Linked DNA regions of Mus musculus: regions 1, 3 and 4 are each linked to region 2. A link is a contact called in public Hi-C and HiChIP or PLAC-seq data. All regions are on one chromosome and are shown on one strand. Each heading gives the region's core, a stretch centred on a gene start, on an enhancer-like site or on the middle of the called end of the contact. The rest is flanking DNA. Distances are from core to core; before and after follow the strand shown.

Region 1 (2,797 bases), core at 106-2,605, 350 kb before region 2:
TTCACAGCCTGATCCCTCAGACGAGGCAGAGCGCGTTCTGTGAGACTCAGTTGTCGCTCATCAGTGAACCCTGGTGTCGGAATTCTGAAGAGATCCTTTTGTCAGCGTGTGATGACCTGTCTCCTTCCCAGGGGAACGACTTACCTTGTGTTCTTTCTCGCCCTCTGCTCAGGTCTGATGCCTTTGTCAGCAGGGCTGCCTAGCCTCCCCAACCTCCCCAGCCTCTCCAACTTCAACCTCCCTGCTCCGCACATCATGCCAGGGGTCGGTTTGCCAGAGCTCGGGAGCCCGGGTATGTTGCATGCCTTACCCTCCTAAGACATTGCTAATAAAAACATGGATTCAGGAAAGCGAGGCCTCCCGTTCAGTCTTTTCCAGAAAGAGCATCTCAGCTAAACACATTTCAGCTACTTCTAATCAGTATCCATCTTTTATATGGAGAAGAAGAAAGAAGTCCATGACCCGGCCTTCTGCCTCCCTCCCTTTCTCTACACCCTGGTAGGTTTGGCCCCAGGCAGGCTACCATAGGATCAGTGGAGTTGCACTGTGCACTGAATTTGACAGTGTGGTACAGTCACCTAATAAAGATGCTTGAGTCCCCTCTCTTCACTTCCTGTTTAAGGATGCTACCCACAGGAAATGCTGGTGACTGCTCTGTGCAGTCCAGGCCTGGTATTTTTGTTTTTCTGAGATTGGAGGGGCAGGCGGAGTCTCACTGTAGCTGGCCTGGATTAACTTCCTGCCTCAGCCTCTCAAGTGCTAGGACCACAGCTCTGCACTCGGGCCAGCTAAGTGTTCTGGGGGTTGACAGATGGTTTTATAATAGTAACCCAGAGCACCAGCTGCCAGCAGGTGGCTCTCAGGTCATATGCCCAGGTGAAAAGGGAGCAGCAGTCCCCAAGCCTGCTCCTGCTGACGCTCCCTGTGACTGCCCATCATGACACTGCAGTGATCACTCCATACTGAATAGTGGTTGTCATTGTCACACTTCTGACAGGTTTGCATTTTTTACATCTTCAGTGCCAGGGCTGAAGAACAAGGGACCTAGAAAGCCCCAGCTGCACCGACCACACTCCCTGCTTCTTTTCCCTGGGGCCCATATTCTTGGTCCCTCTGTCTTTAAATGCAGCAAGCCTCTAAGGACAGGACAGCTTCTCCAGCCAGTGGTGTCCTGGACATACCCCGTACAATCCGCCTTCCCTTTGCTCTTTCCTCTCTGAAGATCTCCAGAATAACGCACCAAGAGCAGCACAGGCAGTGCGGGGCCTCCCCAGGTGCAGGGCGGCTCCCTTGAGGCAGTGCTGCTGCTCCTCCACAGCTCCTCCTCTTAGCTGACAAGAGGCGCCTTGCCTGGGCAGGATCCTCCTAGCTCACATCCAGCCAGCGCCCTTGAACGCCAGGGAGCACTGCTTCCCATGGCTCTGGAGGGAGCTGTTGTCGCATCGGCAGACTCCTGAGTGCAGGGCTGAGTACACGGAGCTTGGGCCTGGAAAGCTTTTGGCCCCAGCCTCCAGTTAGAGGTCAGCAAAGGTGGCAGTGAGCAAAGAGCTCTGCTTCGGCTGCAGGCTCTCAGGGGCAGGTAGAGGAGCTTGATGGCCGTGCTCTGGTTGCTGGGAGAATATGTGACCTCTGCTGTTTCTATCCTAGGTTTGCCACCTCTTCCCTCCTTGCCTCCCCGAAACTTACCTGGCATTGCACCTCTCCCCATGCTGTCCGACTTCCTCCCGTCATTCCCTTTGGTTCCAGAGGGCTCTTCTGCAGCCAGCGCAGGGGAGCCGCTGTCTTCCCTTCCTGCCATGGGCCCACCTTCTGACCCTGTCATGACTACTGCAAAGGCAGACGCCTCTTCCCTCACTGTGGATGTGACGTCTCCTGCTTCCAAGGTCCCCACCACTGTTGAGGACAGAGTCAGCGACTGCACCCCGGCCGTCGAGAAGCCTGTGTCTGATGCAGATGCTTCAGAGCCTTCTTAACTGGGAACCAATGTTCAGAACCGACGTGGTCTGTTTAGTTAACCACGGGGTCAGGTCTGGAATCGCAAACTACCATTGATTTCATACTAGTGTGTACCGTATCTGTAGGTGTCCTGTACATAATTCTAAGGGGAAACTACGCAAGAGGCTGAGGGCTTGCCTCCCACCACGTCGGGGGGTTACAGCCGAGGAGGGCAATCTGAGAATGTGCTTGTATTTTAAACAACCAAAAAAAGTTGTCATGGGTGGCTTGCTGCCAGGCATCTACTGCCGTTCTGGGAGGTTCATCTTTGGAAGAGAGATGGCGGGGTACCCACTGGGTTCCCTGTACCACTGCTATGCCTTGTGTAAGGAAATGAAATATTTTATGCCTAGTGCCCACATGCAACATTTCTTGTACTTTGTAAGTCGTTTGCAAGAACACAGACCACCTCACTAAACTGTACAAGGAAACAAGAATTTACTGTTGGTCTCTGTGAGTCGCATCTCTATTACGGTTTACACAAAACTCCCAGTTGCAGATGTTTTGTTCCGGTCCATGGCACACTATTAATTGAACATCTTTTTATTCTGCCTGTACACAGATCTTGTTTTGAACTCAGAATTATTCAGACACCATTTTGTAGCTGCTGCTGTTGCTTTAGATGCCTGTGGTAAGATGGCATTTAAAGAGAAAGAGAGGAGCTGCGCTCTGTAGCTACTTAACGGTATCGCGGCAATAAACTCCAGTCGCTTTACGGTCTCCTTGTGTTCTAAGTGGCGAGCGTGTACTTCATGTGTGCCTCACATCTCTCAGGTCAGCCTGTGGTGGGTGTGCTTTTCTA
Region 2 (2,700 bases), core at 126-2,625:
GGAGGACCAACTAATTGATGAACTAATATTTTCCATAATATTAAGACGAAAAACCACACTCAGGGTGGAAAAAGCTTTGCTCCACCTACAAAACAAATCAATAACTCTGTCGGATTATTTCCAGATTTGGGGGGAGAGGGGTCTCTATGTAGCCCAGGCTGGCCTGGAACTCTCTGTGTAGCTCAGGCTGGTGTTGAACTCTCAGAAGTTGGCTTAGGCCTCTGGCTCTGGCTCCATAGTGCGGGGATTAAATGTACGCACCACCATACCAACACATGATAGAAAATTTTATTTTTAGAAAGATGTTCTGTAAAATAATCAGAATATGTTAAATATTTGTCACAGCACTGTTTGTACATATGCTGGAAAGTATAAATAGTTATTTTTATAAAAGTGCTGATTAAATTATTAAATGCATATCTATAGAGAGGAAAACCAAGCATCCATGCAAAACGCTGCCAAAACCTTAAACTTATTAATATAGAAAAACATTGTCTGAGTAGGGGAGAGAAGAAGGAACAAAGCCTTATGAATGGTCTCCTCTGCTGGACCTCGCACACACATATGCTTGCGCGCACGCGCAGGTACTGTCTAGGATGATGGACCTTAACTCAGGCTCACAGATGAGCTCAATGAGCCTTGAAATGTTCCTTCCTGGGTTTGCTTGTTTGTTGGACTGTTTGTTTTGAGATAGGGTCTTAGGTAACCCAGGCTGGCCTCAAAATTGCAATGTAGCAAAGGCTGGTTTTGAACTCATCCTCCTGTCTCCGCCTCTCAAAGAACAACAACAAAAATATTCTCGAAATACCTTTTTACGTACAGAACAATTATTTTTAAAATTACAAAGTATACAAGTTCTGTATAATAACCATGAGTGGAGAGAAGGAGGGGGAAGCAGTTAGCCCGGGCACTAGGTGGCATTCTCTCTAGAAAGGTTTCTGAAGCCCCATTAGGATGTCAAATTCCAGTGATCTAGAAACTTCTCCTATTCACCAACCATAGCAGGCATTTGCCACCTTGCCTTTTTGTTTTTCCTTCAAAATTATACACACAAAACTATACACAAAATTATTATATATCAAATAGGGATAGTTAACGCTTTATATCATTAAACGCTTCCCATGACATTGTAGCTACAGTCCCTGTGTTTGGTTGGTTGGTACCAGGCATGGGACACCTGCCTGCATCCCGCTTGCTCCTCCCTCCCCTCCTGTGCTCTACTGACCACAGCTCTACACGGCCACTTGGCATTATAGCGTTTTCTCTCCTCATTTAGCAACTGTGGTTCTGATGCACCACGCTCGGTTCATTTCTAGTACTTGTTAATCATCAGACTGCAAACACAGATGGCCCTAGTCAGGTCTGCCCAGTCTTGCAAGGAAGCGGAAGCCAGCCCCGGGAAAGCTCTCCCGCCCTCTGCTGGGCATCTCCAGAGAGACAACTTCCCAATCACAGGCATTTTATTTGCCTTTTGGTTTTCAGTGAGGAATTTGGGAACTGGTTCTTGGAACTGCTTGCTGAAAAAGACAATTCCTGACTAAAACATTGCTTTCGTTCTTCATACCAAACAGAAATATCAAATTGAAGCTGCTCGGTGAATATATTCCATCAGAGACATTGTGGGACTTGGTGTACTAACTTAGAGTAGTAATAAGAAAGCATCATAAAGAAACCAAGCATGGCGTACCACACTGATAACCACAGGATTCCAGCGGCTGAAGAAGGATCCTGAGCTCCAGGCCAGCCAGGGCTACATAGTTGAGCCTTGGCCTCAAAAATTAAAAAAAAAAAAAAAAAGGAAAAAGGGCTGATAAGATGGCTCATCAGGAAAAGGGCCTGGCCTCACATGCCTGGCACTGAGTTCCAGCTCACACCTGCACTTGGATGGTAAAGGAAGGAAGTCTGCTGCAAGTTCAAGGCCAGCCTGGACTACAAAGGTGAGTTTCACACCAGTCAGTGCCACATACCTGAGATACTGAGTCAAAAACCAAAACAAAAAAATAGGACACCTTGCCAGGTATGGTGGCGCACATCTTTAATCCTAGCACTTGGGAGGCAGAGGCAGGCAGATCTCTGAGATGGAGGCCAGCCTGGTCGACAGAGTGGGTTTCAGGACAGCCAGGGCTACACAGAGAGACCCTGTTTCAAAAAGCAAAGAAACAAGCAAACAGCAAAACAGCAAATCCAAAATCAAACGAACAAGCAAACAAACAACCAGGATCTTAATCAGAAATATGCTAAAACCCAAAACGTCAACTTCAGGATCTTATTGCAGCCGTCTATGCGCTTAGAAAGAAGCCCCTGCCAGGCTCGTGGCTTTGGCATCGCTCAGTCACTGCCTCTTGCAAAGCAGGAAACTAAAGTTAAGAACTTTCACACTGGAGAGATGGCTCAGAGGTAAGGTGCACTTATTCTTGCAGATGATATGAGTTCAGTTCCCAGCACCTACATGGTGGCTTACAGCATCCATAACTCCAGTTCTAGGGGATCTAAGACCTTCCTGTCACCAACCTAGGCTCTAGGCACACACATGGTACGCAGACATACATGCAAGTACAACACTCATATACATTTTTAAAAAGGGAGGGGTTCTTAAGTTCTGGCCTTGCTTTCTCATGAATCTTTACAGTCTTGCTGTTTCCTCCTTTAAGAATACAGCATTGGGGATACCGCTCTGTTGACATGCTAACCCCAAAACCG
Region 3 (2,918 bases), core at 44-2,543, 280 kb before region 2:
CATTAAATTAGAATTAGATTCCCTAGAACTAGAATTATAGATCATTTCAAGCTATCACACATATACTGGGAACTAAACATGGGTCCTCTAAATGAGAACAAAAAGGACTCTTAACCACTAAGCCATCCAGCTTATCCCACTGTTCAATGGTTAACCACATTTTTGGACAGAACTTGTTAAACTAGATTGAGACAGGATAATAATTGAGAAATATCTTTATTACTTAATGGCACACACCAAAACATAGATCCTTTCTAAAAAAACAGTCAATGCAAATTAATACCGCTCTCCCCAGAATGTCAAATGTGTAAGATAGTCAGTTTTCAGGGCTGGCAATAGCTCAGTTGTTAAGAGCTCTGGCTGCTTGTTAGAGGACCAGAATTCAATTCCTAGCATACCCAAAGAGGTTCACAACTATCTGTAACTCCAGTTCCAGGAGCTCTTACAGCCTTTTCAACCCTTTGCAAGGCATCAGGTTTATATGTAGTATACAGACATACATGCAAACAAAATACATACATGTTAAGTAAAAATTTTTTAAAAGATATCCTGTTTTCTCTAAACTTTAAGAACTAGATTAGAATATAGTAAATTCTGTTGTAAATTTTTTTCTTGCTTCCTTGTATTTTATTACATTTTTGTAAAAACTTATTACGAAATATGAACATTAAGATGGAACTGAATAGCCCACCCCTGAAAAAGAGACAGAACTTTAATAATTATTATCTAGAAGTCTTTGCATGAAACTTTGACCCCTGAAAGAAAACCTGTTACACTGCTAACTCTAAAATCTACTACAGAAGTTTATATATGCAATATCTTGAAACCTTATCATCAAATAAAAGTTTTTCTTGCTGTTCTAAATAAACACACTAGCAACTTTGAGTGTATTTTATTTTATGGTGTATTGCTTCTTTTACATGACAGTATCATAGTAAAGTGGAGAGCAGCGGGAAGAGATGGGTAACACTCAACTCAAATATCGACTGTTGCACTGTTTTAAAGCCTGCAAATCTCACTGCTGTCATGCATGCCCAGCACTTGCCTCCACTGACAGGAAGTCTAATACTTAGGAACTCTGAGTTCTACAACCATGTTACTTACCATCCTCCCATCCCAACCTAAGCTTTTACTTGGGTTACTTAAAACTAAATCTCCATGTTAAAAAGAACATACTAAGTTTTCAATATAAGTGAAGAGTAATTTGATAATTTAGTGTGCCATTTTCTTTTTGTTATGCATCATAACTGTTTACTGACATCCTCTTTTCTCTGGCTTTCCCTTTAAAACTGCAAAGTCGAATGAGCTATAAAATTAGAATCCAGTTGAACTTTCTCCTTACTCAAATTATCTTGTCAGCAGCTTTTAAGTCCAAAATCAAAACCAAGCAGCCACACAGGACAGTTGTGAGGGATGAGTTGGGTGAGGTTTGGGAAGCAATAACTTGAGTTAATTTACCCTGAAGTCCTGGCATTATTAAAGTCATTACAAAAGCAAAATTTAGAACAGTGGTTTCAAGTTATGTCCCATTGTGATTCACAGGATATGAAAACTGTCTGGCATACACACACTGAAGTCACTACCTTAAACACAAGTTCCTAGTTACACACACACACACACCCCACATCACACATTATTTCTCTAAAAAGATTTCTTTTCACTTTATGTATTTACTTTCTAGATGGTTTCCTGATGCATCATGCATGTGTGTGTAGAAGTCAGAGAGAAGGTTGGATCCTCAGGAACTGGAGTTCCTGGTGGTGAGAGCCACCATGTGGGTGCTGAGAACTGAACCTGGGACCTCTGCAAAAGCATCAACTGTTCTTAATCAGTGAACCACCCACTGTCTCTGATAATTTTAAGTGTAAATGTGGTGTCAGGAAATATGAATTGCTTCTCAGCCTTTGACAAAGACCAAATGCAGAATATTCACATTCCAAAATTTAACTTCAAAGGCTATCAGTCTATACTTAACAATATTAATATATGAGACTACTTACCACATTTCAAGATCTTTACATAATAATTAGCACTATTGTAGAATAAGTCTATAGCTCAGTAGTAAAGAATTTGCCTGGTACAAGCTCTAAGTTCACACACACACACATACAAACACACTCTCTCTCTCTCTCTCTCTCTCTCTCTCTCTCTCTCTCTCTCCAACAGTACATTTTATTTATCTCGTGTGTGTGTGTGTGTGTGAGTGTAGATTAGTTTTATTTTCAACAGTTCTACCATATATCTATTGGCAGTCATTTTTCAATAATTTACAAAGTTTTCATTTCTAAACAGAGTATGCATTCCAAATATAACTATTTCTAGGAAAATGCCTTTAAAACTCTAGAAATGATTTTGATGTATCATTGGGACAAAGATAAGGCTATCTATCTATCATTATGATAAATTATGAATTTCCTGTGTAATATGCATTTCATAGTCTCTAAAATTAAGAATATTATTCCTAGGCTAAAGAGATGGTTTAAGAACTGTAAGAATGGGCTGCTCTTTCAGAGGACCCAGCACCAAATGGTGGCGCATAACCATCAGGAGCTCCAGTTTCATGGTATCCAATACCCTCTCTGGCATCTACCAGCACCAGACATGCCCTTAGTGCTCAGATATACATGCAGGCAAAACACCCATACACATAAAAAGATACCACTACTTCTTATAATCATCTGGTACAATTCAAAACCAAAATTGTGCCATACAGCAGAAAATTAATTAGGCTATACAGGTTCACTGGGCAGTAGGTAGTCATGGTTACTTGGTTATTTTAGAAAATGAGAAATAAAGGACCATTAGTAAAATATTTTCCATATTTTGTTGCCATAAAATGCATCTTTCTAGTATCTTTAAAACGCTACTAAAGAATAAAACACTGAAAACAAAATTCTTAGCAAATATCAGCTTGAGCA
Region 4 (2,702 bases), core at 10-2,509, 300 kb before region 2:
GTTAAAGGACTAGGTATCAATAGGGCGGAGTTAAAGGACCAGGTATCAACAGGGGAGGAGTTAAAGGTCTAGGTGTCTACAGTGGCAGAGTTAAAGGACCAGGTATCAATAGGGGCGGGGTTAAAGGACCAGGTGTCTCAAGAGAAGAACTAAAAGACCAGGTGTTAAAGGACTAGTGTCATTAGGTATAGAGTTAAAGCCCAGCACTTTTAAGATAGCCACTGTGTTGCTGAATATAGAACCTTAGTGCTTTTTAAACCAACAGTTGGGTATTCTAATTGAATTTAGAACAAAATTAGAAATGACTTGAAGAAGTGATTCTGAGATAGAATTTGAAGAAGTGGCCATGTTGGTCTGTTCATGTAGTGTCAGATTTTTGGAAGCCTGAGACAGGAGGACTGCTTGAATCCAGAAATTAAAGATCACCCCGGCAAAAGATTTGATAAAAATGGAACCGAGGGGAGAGAAAGGAAAAAGGAAGACTAATGAATGAATAATATGCCAGAGACTGGGGTATAATAGTGCAGAAAACACAAGACCTAGGCAGTATGTGTGTAGAGGGACAAATGGAGCTGTGTTTGTAATGTATGAGAGCTCTGCTTCCTGCTCACTGCTTTAAAAGTCCCTGACATGGCAGGAATGAGGGTCAAAGAACCTTTTCTCAATAAGGAGACACAAATGTGTCTATATAGAACGTCCAAGGGTATCTACATCTTTATTCACATAAATCTTTGTACAACTTCCCAAATCTTCTATAAACATGTAACTATTATCTAAGCATCTTTGTTCTTTGAATTACAAAGAGCAATTGACATAGAAAATTTAGAAAACAAAACAGAAAAAAGAAACAACTGTCTGAAACTACCTGTGAAGTACATTTATACATTCAGAAAATAAACCGCCAACAATATTAATTTGAACACTGCAGTGGTATAGGCAACTGATTCAGATACGAAAGGGGGTAAATCCCACTCAAAATCCACTGAAAACATTCAGGCTTGGAGATTATGTCAGAGATAACTTTTCAGTTAACATATTTCCTGGCTATATGTACTTTTGTTTTTGCTATATCAATTATGAATAACATTATTATTAGCATTCTCGCTCACTGCTAACAATGTAAGTGAAAATTTTAAAAGAAGCTTACAGTTGTGGTAAATTTGGCCTAACAAAGGGATCGTTTTCCGCTCCATTGACTGCCTTGGTCTTTCTTTGCTTGGCTTCAGAATTGGTAGCAGGTGCCTGAGAATTATTAGCTGTGGGAGGTTTGCGTTTGCCTAGAAGTTTTCTTTGCCGTTCAATGTCTTCCCTTTGTTGATTCACCCATTCTTGTTGCCTGTGTAAAAAGGAACAAATGAAACCACATTAATCTTCCATTATTTTCCACAACTAAAAATATATCAAAAGGATCACATAGTATAAAACTCTATTCTGTTGGCCCCACTCTTTTAAAAAATTTTAAGCATATACTTAATTGTTTTGTGTATGAAAGTTGTTTGTTCATTCTCTTTTTAGACAGGAGCTCACTGTGTAGCCCTGACTGGCCTGGAACTCAAAGTGATCCGTCTGCTTCTGCTTCTGAATGCTGGGATTAAAGGTGTGCACCAACACAACCAACTGAGTGTGTTGCCTATGTATTCATGTGCATCACAAGTGTGTTTGGTGCCTCTAAAGGCCAGATGAGGCTATCAGTTCACCTAGAACTGGAGTTACCGAAAGCTGTGAGCCATCACCTGCATGCTGGGAACCAAACCTTGGGCTTTAGGTCCTCGGGAAGAGTAGCCAAGTGTTCTCAACAGCAGAGTCATCTCTCTAGCCCCATGGGTCCCACTCTGGTGAAACAAAACATCCTACAGGTCTCACTTCATACAGTCTTTAAAGGAAGTGTTCCCTAAACCTCCAGATAAGAGGAAGTATGTGGTTACACAGTATTTCATAGTATCTTGTCCTTACTGAAAAATACCTTTCCTATAAAACTACACCAGAATGAGTTTGGTTAGGCTAATCTTTTCATTAAAATAGACAGTATACATATTACACACACACATTCTATTTTATTCTTACTATCTAGCATGGTGATCAAAATATACTAGTATACACACTAAGATTCTTTTAAATAAATGAACTAAAAACAAAACAAAGCAAAACCCAAGCCCCATCTAATCAAAGTTTGAGATAGATTTTAAACATATGTTTTATCATCCAACAATATTTTAGATAAGCTTATAAAAGGCAAGGGAAATTTTAATATGAAGTGATACTTTCTTAAAACTGTTGGTATTTTGAAATAAAAGATGACAATGTAAAAGCAAAAAGAAACTTGAAATTTCTACCTGTTACATTAATAAATACAAATTTAATAGCACTTCCCATTGATGTATCTAAAACAATTTTCCAAAGAGTTGAGAGTCTACAAACTAGTGGATATTATGTCTATTACAGAATATAGGCTGGTTGTAGACCTGTAATCTCAGAGTATGTGTGTATGGGGGAAGGGGATTGCAAGTTCGAAAGAAACTTAGGTTACAGAGCAAGCCTTGCATTAACAGTTGGGGGCATGTGCAAAGTGCATGTGTGGGGTTGGTCAGAAGACTAGGTCCCAGGGATACAGCTCAGTCTGTCAGGCTTGCTGCAAGTGTGTTAACCTGATGAGTAACCTCCACAGCCACGAAAGGAACTTGTGATCAGCCTTTCTCAGCCTA

What was found. A called contact is a pair of places that touch in the nucleus more often than the background predicts. HiChIP or PLAC-seq counts read pairs in DNA pulled down with a chosen protein or histone mark.
Region 1: a contact with region 2 is called in an H3K27ac HiChIP or PLAC-seq map of epiblast stem cells, with 9 times the contacts expected there. The contact joins two enhancer-like sites. A contact is called at or near these places in 4 of 39 promoter capture datasets (the C10 cell line, embryonic stem cells and hippocampal neurons), 9 of 15 datasets of contacts at CTCF or cohesin (the NIH/3T3 cell line, embryonic stem cells, hippocampal excitatory neurons and 3 more), 181 of 484 Hi-C or Micro-C datasets (the 3T3-L1 cell line, 3T3-L1-derived adipocytes, the 63-12 cell line and 84 more), 42 of 115 datasets of contacts at active chromatin or transcription factors (T-cell acute lymphoblastic leukemia, astrocytes, bone marrow-derived dendritic cells and 25 more) and 5 of 9 other capture datasets (adipose tissue, embryonic stem cells, embryonic tail and 2 more).
Region 3: a Hi-C map of bone marrow-derived macrophages shows a contact between it and region 2, with 24 read pairs. The contact joins two enhancer-like sites. A contact is called at or near these places in 4 of 15 datasets of contacts at CTCF or cohesin (CD8 T cells, large pre-B cells, pro-B cells and 1 more), 96 of 484 Hi-C or Micro-C datasets (3T3-L1-derived adipocytes, the AtT-20 cell line, B cells and 50 more), 16 of 115 datasets of contacts at active chromatin or transcription factors (the 230-238 cell line, CD8 T cells, astrocytes and 8 more) and 2 of 9 other capture datasets (adipose tissue and embryonic stem cells).
Region 4: a Hi-C map of bone marrow-derived macrophages shows a contact between it and region 2, with 44 read pairs. The contact joins two enhancer-like sites. A contact is called at or near these places in 1 of 15 datasets of contacts at CTCF or cohesin (large pre-B cells), 1 of 484 Hi-C or Micro-C datasets (bone marrow-derived macrophages) and 8 of 115 datasets of contacts at active chromatin or transcription factors (T-cell acute lymphoblastic leukemia, bone marrow-derived macrophages, embryonic basal ganglia and 4 more).

Annotation. Positions count from the first base shown.
Region 1 is chr2:70,689,011-70,691,807 of GRCm38.p6, forward strand. Gorasp2 (golgi reassembly stacking protein 2) reads left to right here. Exons shown (of 10, transcript NM_027352.4): 9 at 173-292; 10 at 1,648-2,715. The coding sequence ends at 1,973. Among named protein-coding and RNA genes, the nearest start is that of Gm38528, 14 kb to the right of the region's middle. Within about 2 kb of position 1,356, at least 41 of the 459 cell types and tissues checked have an H3K27ac peak or open chromatin away from gene starts, as enhancers often do. A contact at or near this core is called in differentiating embryonic stem cells, epiblast stem cells, pancreatic islet and 1 more, where this site is marked.
Region 2 is chr2:71,038,531-71,041,230 of GRCm38.p6, forward strand. All of the region lies in intron 1 of Mettl8 (methyltransferase like 8), which reads right to left. Among named protein-coding and RNA genes, the nearest start is that of Mettl8, 16 kb to the right of the region's middle. Within about 2 kb of position 1,376, at least 44 of the 459 cell types and tissues checked have an H3K27ac peak or open chromatin away from gene starts, as enhancers often do. A contact at or near this core is called in bone marrow-derived macrophages, differentiating embryonic stem cells, epiblast stem cells and 2 more, where this site is marked.
Region 3 is chr2:70,761,563-70,764,480 of GRCm38.p6, forward strand. All of the region lies in intron 3 of Tlk1 (tousled-like kinase 1), which reads right to left. Among named protein-coding and RNA genes, the nearest start is that of Gm38528, 59 kb to the left of the region's middle. Within about 2 kb of position 1,294, at least 3 of the 459 cell types and tissues checked have an H3K27ac peak or open chromatin away from gene starts, as enhancers often do. A contact at or near this core is called in bone marrow-derived macrophages, where this site is marked.
Region 4 is chr2:70,740,907-70,743,608 of GRCm38.p6, forward strand. Tlk1 (tousled-like kinase 1) reads right to left here. Exons shown (of 20, transcript NM_172664.3): 11 at 1,148-1,336. Among named protein-coding and RNA genes, the nearest start is that of Gm38528, 38 kb to the left of the region's middle. Within about 2 kb of position 1,260, at least 22 of the 459 cell types and tissues checked have an H3K27ac peak or open chromatin away from gene starts, as enhancers often do. A contact at or near this core is called in bone marrow-derived macrophages, where this site is marked.